2 separate regions of the Mus musculus genome follow, and region 1 is linked to region 2. The links are chromatin contacts, called in public Micro-C maps. All regions are on one chromosome and are shown on one strand. Each heading gives the region's core, a stretch centred on a gene start, on an enhancer-like site or on the middle of the called end of the contact. The rest is flanking DNA. Distances are from core to core; before and after follow the strand shown. Region 1 holds the start of Fam83g (family with sequence similarity 83, member G). Region 2 has its middle 33 kb from the start of Grap.

Evidence for each region. A called contact is a pair of places that touch in the nucleus more often than the background predicts.
Region 1: a contact with region 2 is called in a Micro-C map of embryonic stem cells, with 2.4 times the contacts expected there. The contact joins the promoter of Fam83g here to the enhancer-like site in region 2. A contact is called at or near these places in 4 of 39 promoter capture datasets (the HPC-7 cell line, epiblast stem cells, hematopoietic stem and progenitor cells and 1 more), 18 of 484 Hi-C or Micro-C datasets (B cells, CD4 T cells, CD8 T cells and 11 more), 12 of 115 datasets of contacts at active chromatin or transcription factors (CD8 T cells, bone marrow-derived dendritic cells, embryonic stem cells and 8 more) and 1 of 9 other capture datasets (liver).

Annotation. Positions count from the first base shown.
Region 1 is chr11:61,682,867-61,686,242 of GRCm38.p6, forward strand. It overlaps Fam83g (family with sequence similarity 83, member G), which reads left to right and starts at 1,544. Exons shown (of 5, transcript NM_178618.3): 1 at 1,544-2,189. The coding sequence starts at 1,668. The region is part of intron 9 of Slc5a10 (solute carrier family 5 (sodium/glucose cotransporter), member 10); the gene reads right to left.
Region 2 is chr11:61,618,787-61,621,950 of GRCm38.p6, forward strand. No RefSeq gene overlaps it. Among named protein-coding and RNA genes, the nearest start is that of Grap, 33 kb to the right of the region's middle. Within about 2 kb of position 1,690, at least 131 of the 459 cell types and tissues checked have an H3K27ac peak or open chromatin away from gene starts, as enhancers often do. A contact at or near this core is called in CD8 T cells, the N1E-115 cell line, Th2 cells and 8 more, where this site is marked.

The DNA.
Region 1 (3,376 bases), core at 294-2,793, 64 kb after region 2:
GCACACACACACACACACACACACACACACACACACACAAGATCTGATGCAGCTCTGTGGATGGCCCAAAGGATTTTCTGGCCAAGACAGTCATATCAGATGAAACTGGAGAAAATGAATAGCCTCTCCATTCACTCTTTACAGCTTCTTGTGACTTGAGTGGAGCAGATGAGCCTTCCAGCCAGAGGGCCAGGTTCCTTAATGAAGCCGGGAACTCCACAGTGGTAAGAACAAGAGAATAAACTGAGGGTCAGCACATCTTTGTTGAGGGTACAAGACTCACACTCATCACTGCCCCTCTCTGCTCCTTGGGAATGGGAGGTAAGGAGGTGACTCAGGTGCCCGAGGTGGGCAAGAGTGCCAAGCAAGAGCAGGTATGAACCACAGTGTTCACCCAGTGTAAGGCCTGATGAGGACTTTGAGGCTAGAGGTGAAGGGTTTGAGTCTGGGGATCAGTGGTGAGGACTCCAAGGATGCTAACTAGGCTTTGAAGCTTTGAAAGCAGTGAATGCAGGGCAAGGAGGCCTTACTGGAAAATGAACAGTGAGGACATGTCTGGAGGGTACAATGTTGCCATTAGCTTGTCCTCATTAGGTTAAGGCCAGGGTCCACTGGGACTCAAACCAGCTCTATCCTGACCCAGAGATGGTAAGTAGGCTAGAAAGACAGGGCAGTATTGGCCTGGTGTCCTGAAACAAGAAGCTTCAGGAAGGAGCCCTTTGCCAAACTGCACCTGACATCCTGCCCTCAGATAAGGACCTAATGGTCTCCATCACTGGGGAACAGCCAAGAGCTGCGTTTGAGCACAGCTTGGTTCTCTCTACCCTTTTCTGGCGCAGGGTTCAGGCATGTGAGGTGCACCAGGTTCTGCTAGGTGGGATCCCAGCAAGCAGTTGGGCTCAGGACTAATCTGTATCTGGTCTGTGCACATGGAGAGCAAGAGTGTGGAAGCAGTTGGAGCTGGAGCTGGGCCTCGGCCCACGACCCAACCTTCAGTCTACAACTGGACAGCTGAGCATCCCACCCGCAAGACAGAACCGGGCCAGAGATGGACCAGGATCGCCAGCGGGACTGGGGGGCAGAGGAAGACTTCCACGAGGCTTAGAGGCAGCAAATTGTCCAGCCTTGCGCCGTCTGAGGAGATGAATCAGCTTCCGGCTCCGCCCCCGGGGCCGCACGTGACCCCAGGTGAGGGTGGCAGGGTGGGCGGGACCGCCCTTAGTCACCGGCGGTCCAGCCCGGTGCCACCACCAACGCCTGTGGTTCCTCGGGTCGTCCGGTCTGCACGGCGCCACCTGCTTGGTAAGCAAGTCCCTCCTCCGGGTTTGCGAGCCTCACTTGGGCTGGCGTCCCGGCTCTTACTCCGGACTGGGGCGAGGGTCCCCGTCAGCCCCAGCTTATTCCCAGGATTCCGAGAACCTCAGGCGGATCCCAAGACAGAGGCAGAGGACAACCGCGGCCCTGGACGGCTCTGGCTAACCTCGCCACGCCTCGCTCCGCCCACACACTACCCGCCACGCCCCTTCCTTCGCCACGCCCCCGCCCGCCCTCTGACCCCGACCGCGGTCTTTTGCTGATTCCCTCAGGTGCGGTTCTCAGAGGCGCCGAGGCCCCGGAGCCTGAGAGCGCGGTGCCCGTCGGGCCGCGTTCCCACAGCGAGGGCCACCATGGCCTTCTCCCAGGTGCAGTGTCTGGACGACAACCACGTGAACTGGCGATCCAGCGAGTCGAAGCCCGAGTTCTTCTACAGCGAGGAGCAGAGGCTGGCCCTGGAGGCCCTGGTGGCCCGGGGTCGCGACGCCTTCTACGAGGTGCTGAAGCGCGAGAACATCCGCGACTTTCTTTCGGAGCTGGAGCTTTCGCGTATCGTGGAGGCCATCGAGGTGTACGACCCGGGCTCTGAGGACCCGCGGGTCTCGGGCCGCCGCCCCGAACCCCAGGACAACGGAGGCGCGGATGCCAGCGAGGAGACCAGTGCGGCGGGCGGGCCCCCAGCCACGGAGACGCTGCCCTCGCTGGAGTATTGGCCCCAGAAGTCGGACCGCTCCATCCCGCAGCTGGACCTGGGCTGGCCTGACACCATTGCCTACCGAGGTGTGACCCGGGCCAGCGTCTACATGCAGCCACCCATCGACGGGCAGCCGCACATCAAGGAAGTGGTGCGCAAGATGGTCAGCCAGGCGCAGAAGGTGAGGCGCCACGGCGAGACCCCCATTCACCCAGCACGCATGGGCACCGAGACAGCCCCTGGACCTCTGACTGGCCTCTCGGTTGCCTCCTCCGGTGATCAGAAGCTGAATGTCCACTCCCTCTAGCAGGTGGCACTGGGCTTCCAGGCTGAGTGGGCTTCTGTGCCCTCCTGGAGTGTTTCTGAGTTCCCCAAATGCAAACCATGAGCTGTGTGGGAGGAATGCGGCCTTTCTCTCACCCACTCTCCCTTATCTCGTCTCAGACCCAGGAGCAGATAGAAGCTTGCACACATACATGAGCTTGCTGGCAGGGGTCTCGGGAGAGACGTGGAGGCTGGTCTGGAGCCCTGAGGAAATCTGCCTGCTTCCTAGCTGTGCTGTGTGGCTGGTGGTGGTTCTCCAAGCTTTTCTCTGAGTGCTACAGTAGCAGCAGCTGTCCAGGCCAGAGCAGGTGGTACCTATTGAAGGTTTTCACCAGTGGAAGAGGTGAGGGTATTTACTTAGGTTGTGGTTTGCCATCAAGAGGCTCTTCAGGCCTTGTGTGGATTCCCTTAGCTGACAGCCGTTGACTGGGCTGCACAGTGCCCGGCTTTGGGTGACTGCTCCATACTGACACACACACATCTTGAGAAGCTGTGTACAATGCTTGTACAGACAGTCAAACCATAGCTGGGTGGCCATGAATGAGCAGAGGTGTGCCTGATTTGACAGGCAAGGTAGCCCAGCAAGTTGCGATATATCTAGAGCAGGTCTGTCTTCAGGTGGTAGTGAGAGTGTTCCTACCTGGGTCTGACCCCTTCACTGTCCGGGTCCAGAATGAGGCAGTCAGTGTACAAGGCCAGGTGTCTACCCTGGGGACTGATCTGGCTGACAGGGCCTGGGGAGCTCTTGGGCAGAGACCAAAAGTGGGTCAGTAGCTGAGGTGGCTCAGCTTTCCCCCAGAGTCGAGGCTCTGTCCATGGGGCCACTAACTGAGGGTTTCTAGTCTGTAGGTACACTTTGCATCTCTAGCCATTGTGATGGTAGGGTATTGGGTGGCAGGAAGGAGGAAGGACTGAATAATACTCTGGACACCTGAGAATAGTTGGGAGTCTGTTGCCCCTAAAAAGGGCCAGGGGTGACTCCCACTGTGGCAGAGCCCAGTCCCTTGAGAGGAGGGAGAAAGACTGAATGGGGCCCAACCTGCT
Region 2 (3,164 bases), core at 440-2,939:
ATTGGGGAACTGGGGATGAAGCCAAAGGTCCCGTGTGTACAAAGCGCATGCTCTACCATGCAGCACACGCTGATCTGGCAATTTCTTCCTAATGCTCGCTCTGTCGGTCTGTTCATTACATCATGGTGTGAGGACAACTTTAATTCTTTCTCAAACACTGCATTGTCTCCTACAGACTCTGTCCCCGTACTGAAATTAATGTACTGGATAGAGAGATTCTGCCTGACCTAGAACTTGCATCAATCTTTCTGCCACCGCCATCTGGATAATGGGGTTACAGGTGGACAAGACTAAATTTTATTTAATTAGCAATTTTTGAACATGTACAGAAATATAAAGTATGAGTCCCTACCACACAGCCACCAGTGTGTTTGTTTGCTTTGTTTTTATTATGCCTTTTTTATCTATCTATCTATCTATCTATCTATCTATCTATCTATCTATCTATCTATCTATCTTTAAGGCAGGGTCTTATGAAGCTCTGGCTGGCCTGTAAATCACTTTGTGGAGCAGGCTGGCCTGGAGCTCAGAAAAAGCTGCCTCTAGTTTCCTAGCTCTGGAATTAAAGGCACAGGCTGCCATGCACAACTACATCTGTCTACATTTCAATGTGAAGAAGGAGGAGGAGGAGGAGGAGGAGGAGGAGGAGGAAGAGGAGGAAGAGGAGGAGAAGGAGGAAGTATTGTAAAAGAAAGAGTAATGGTCTGTGAATTTTTGTTTCATTTTCTGTGTCTCTTTTGTTTTGTTTGAAACACAATATCACTATGAAACCATGGGTTTCCTTACGAGCATCTGAATTAGAATTTAAATTCTGAAGAATTGCCATCTTTGGTTGGGGTGCAGTTCAGTGACAGCGGGTTGACCCCAAACCAAATCAAACCTGCTGTCCGATTGTTTATCCATCTCCTTTAGGAAGAGAGCAAGCTTTCTTTGACTGAGGCCAGGCTCCTTCAGCGTTTGGTCGCGTTCTTGGTTGGCAGTACTTGTTTGTATTGTTACCTCAGTGAGCCTGACCCATCAGAGCTTTTTAAAATACACACATACACATTTTATTTAAATCAGATAATGGGAGAACAATTTGTGAGTTCCTGGGGTGGAAAATTCCCGAGCGCAGGAACCGCAAGGCAGAAGCGCCCCCAGCTGGCCGCTCCTGGCCAACTGCCCTCGCGACCGCGCCCTGTGATGCTGGGGGGTGGGGGCGCTGAGATGGGGGAGGACTGGGGGAGGGGGGTGTCTAGAGAGCTGTGGGGCTGAGATACTGCGGGAACGGGGTTAAGGGATTGTAGAGTCGGGAACTGGGGAACTAGGGAGCAGAGAGACTAGGAGTGACGGCCACCTGTGAGGCTGGGGAGCTGGGCGTGGTGGGTGGGTGGGGGATGGGGAGCTGGGGAAGCTGGGATACCAAAAGCTGGGTCGGGGTGGGTGCTGAGTCCGCAGAGCTGGGGGGGGGGGGCTGGGTCTGAGGGCAAAACTGGAAACTTGGAGATTGAGTTCCGTGGGTTGGACAGTTGGGGGTCTGCACCCTACCCCACCCTGCCTGCAGCTACCACACACACTTTACTTTCTGGTCTCTGTGTGGGTCTCTACATCTGAGGAAACTCAGCCTGGGTGGCCAAATGCCTGCGCTGGGCTGGGTTTTGGTGGTTTGAGCATCCAGAACGGCGGCAGGAGGGAGGCCTAAGGTGCCTGCCGCAAGAGGGCAGAAGGGCGGTGGTGCTGTTTGCACATCGCGGGGAAAGTGCTCGTCCCTGCGCATGCGGCTTCCCACCGCACTCCTACACGTTGAAACTGTCCGTTGTGGACCGAGTAAGGCGCACCCTGGACGCCTGGTTCTTGAGCCTGTGAAGGGATGGGTCTCTCTACTCAGTGAAAGAAACTTAAGGAATTTTTTTACTTAACTGGTACCTGAAGAGGGTGGTGTGATGGTGGAGGATAAACCGATTCGAAGGAGGGTTTGGGCAGAAAGTCAAGAGAGTCAAAAGGCAAAGGGAAAGCGGTGAGTTGGAAGTTGTCTAACGTTTGTACAGCCTTGGCTTCCATTCCCAGAGCTTTTCTTTTTTAAGTGCACTTAGGAAAAAAATCTAGGCTATATTGATGACTTAGAGGAGAATAGACTCAAGAACCTGCCCAAGCGCACTGTGGCAGTGAGAATGCTCTCACGTGCTGGGACACACACACACACACACACACACACACACACACACACACGGATAGGTAGGTAGGTAGATATAGACAGACAGAATGGTAGAATGGGAAAGCCAGGCGTGGTGGTACATGCTTTTCATCCCAGCATTCAGATGGCTGAGGGAAGCAGAACTCACCAGTTTGGCATACATACCCATGCAGAGTGACCCCGTCTCAAACAAACGAACAAACAAACAAACAAACAGAAATAATATGGAGAAAAAAAAATCTGTCCTCACCACCTGCAGGAGGCTCTAGCTTCTGCACCTGCAGACTTTTTCTCAAAACACACTCACATGCACATAAAATACACAAATATTTACCTAAAAATTTAGGGGTGCAAGGATTGTCCCATAGCTTTATTAAAAATGGTTAATAAATAGTGTGTGTGTGTGTGCGCGCGCGCGCGTGTGCACACGTGGAGGATAGAGGTCAATGGGTGTTTTCCTTGGTTACTCTTTTTTTTCAAGATTTATTTTTAATTATGTGTGTCTTCATTTGATTTCTGTCGCTATGATGAAACACCAGGGCCAAAAGCAACCTGGGGAAGAAAGGGCTTATTTGGCTCACATCCCATCATTAAGTCAGGGCAGGCATTCAAGGTGGAAACCTGGAGACAAGAACTGAGGCAGAGACCAGGGAGGAGAGCTGCTTACAGGATTGTTCCCCATGGTCCTTTTGCCCCTACGACCACTAGCCTAGGGGTAGCACTGCTCACAGTGGCTGGGCCTTCCCACATCAGTCATTAATTAAGAATATGTCTCGGGCCGGGTGCGGTGGCATACACCTTTAATCCCAGCACTCTGGAGGCAGAGGCTGGAGGATCAGATATTGAAGGCCATCCTTGGAAGTTCAAGGCCATCTTGAACTTTCATGGACTACAGGAAACCCTGTCTTTAAAAAAAAAGAAAAGCTGGGCGTGGTGGAGCACGCCTTTAATCCCAGCACACGGGAGGCAGAGGCAGGTGGATTTCTGAATT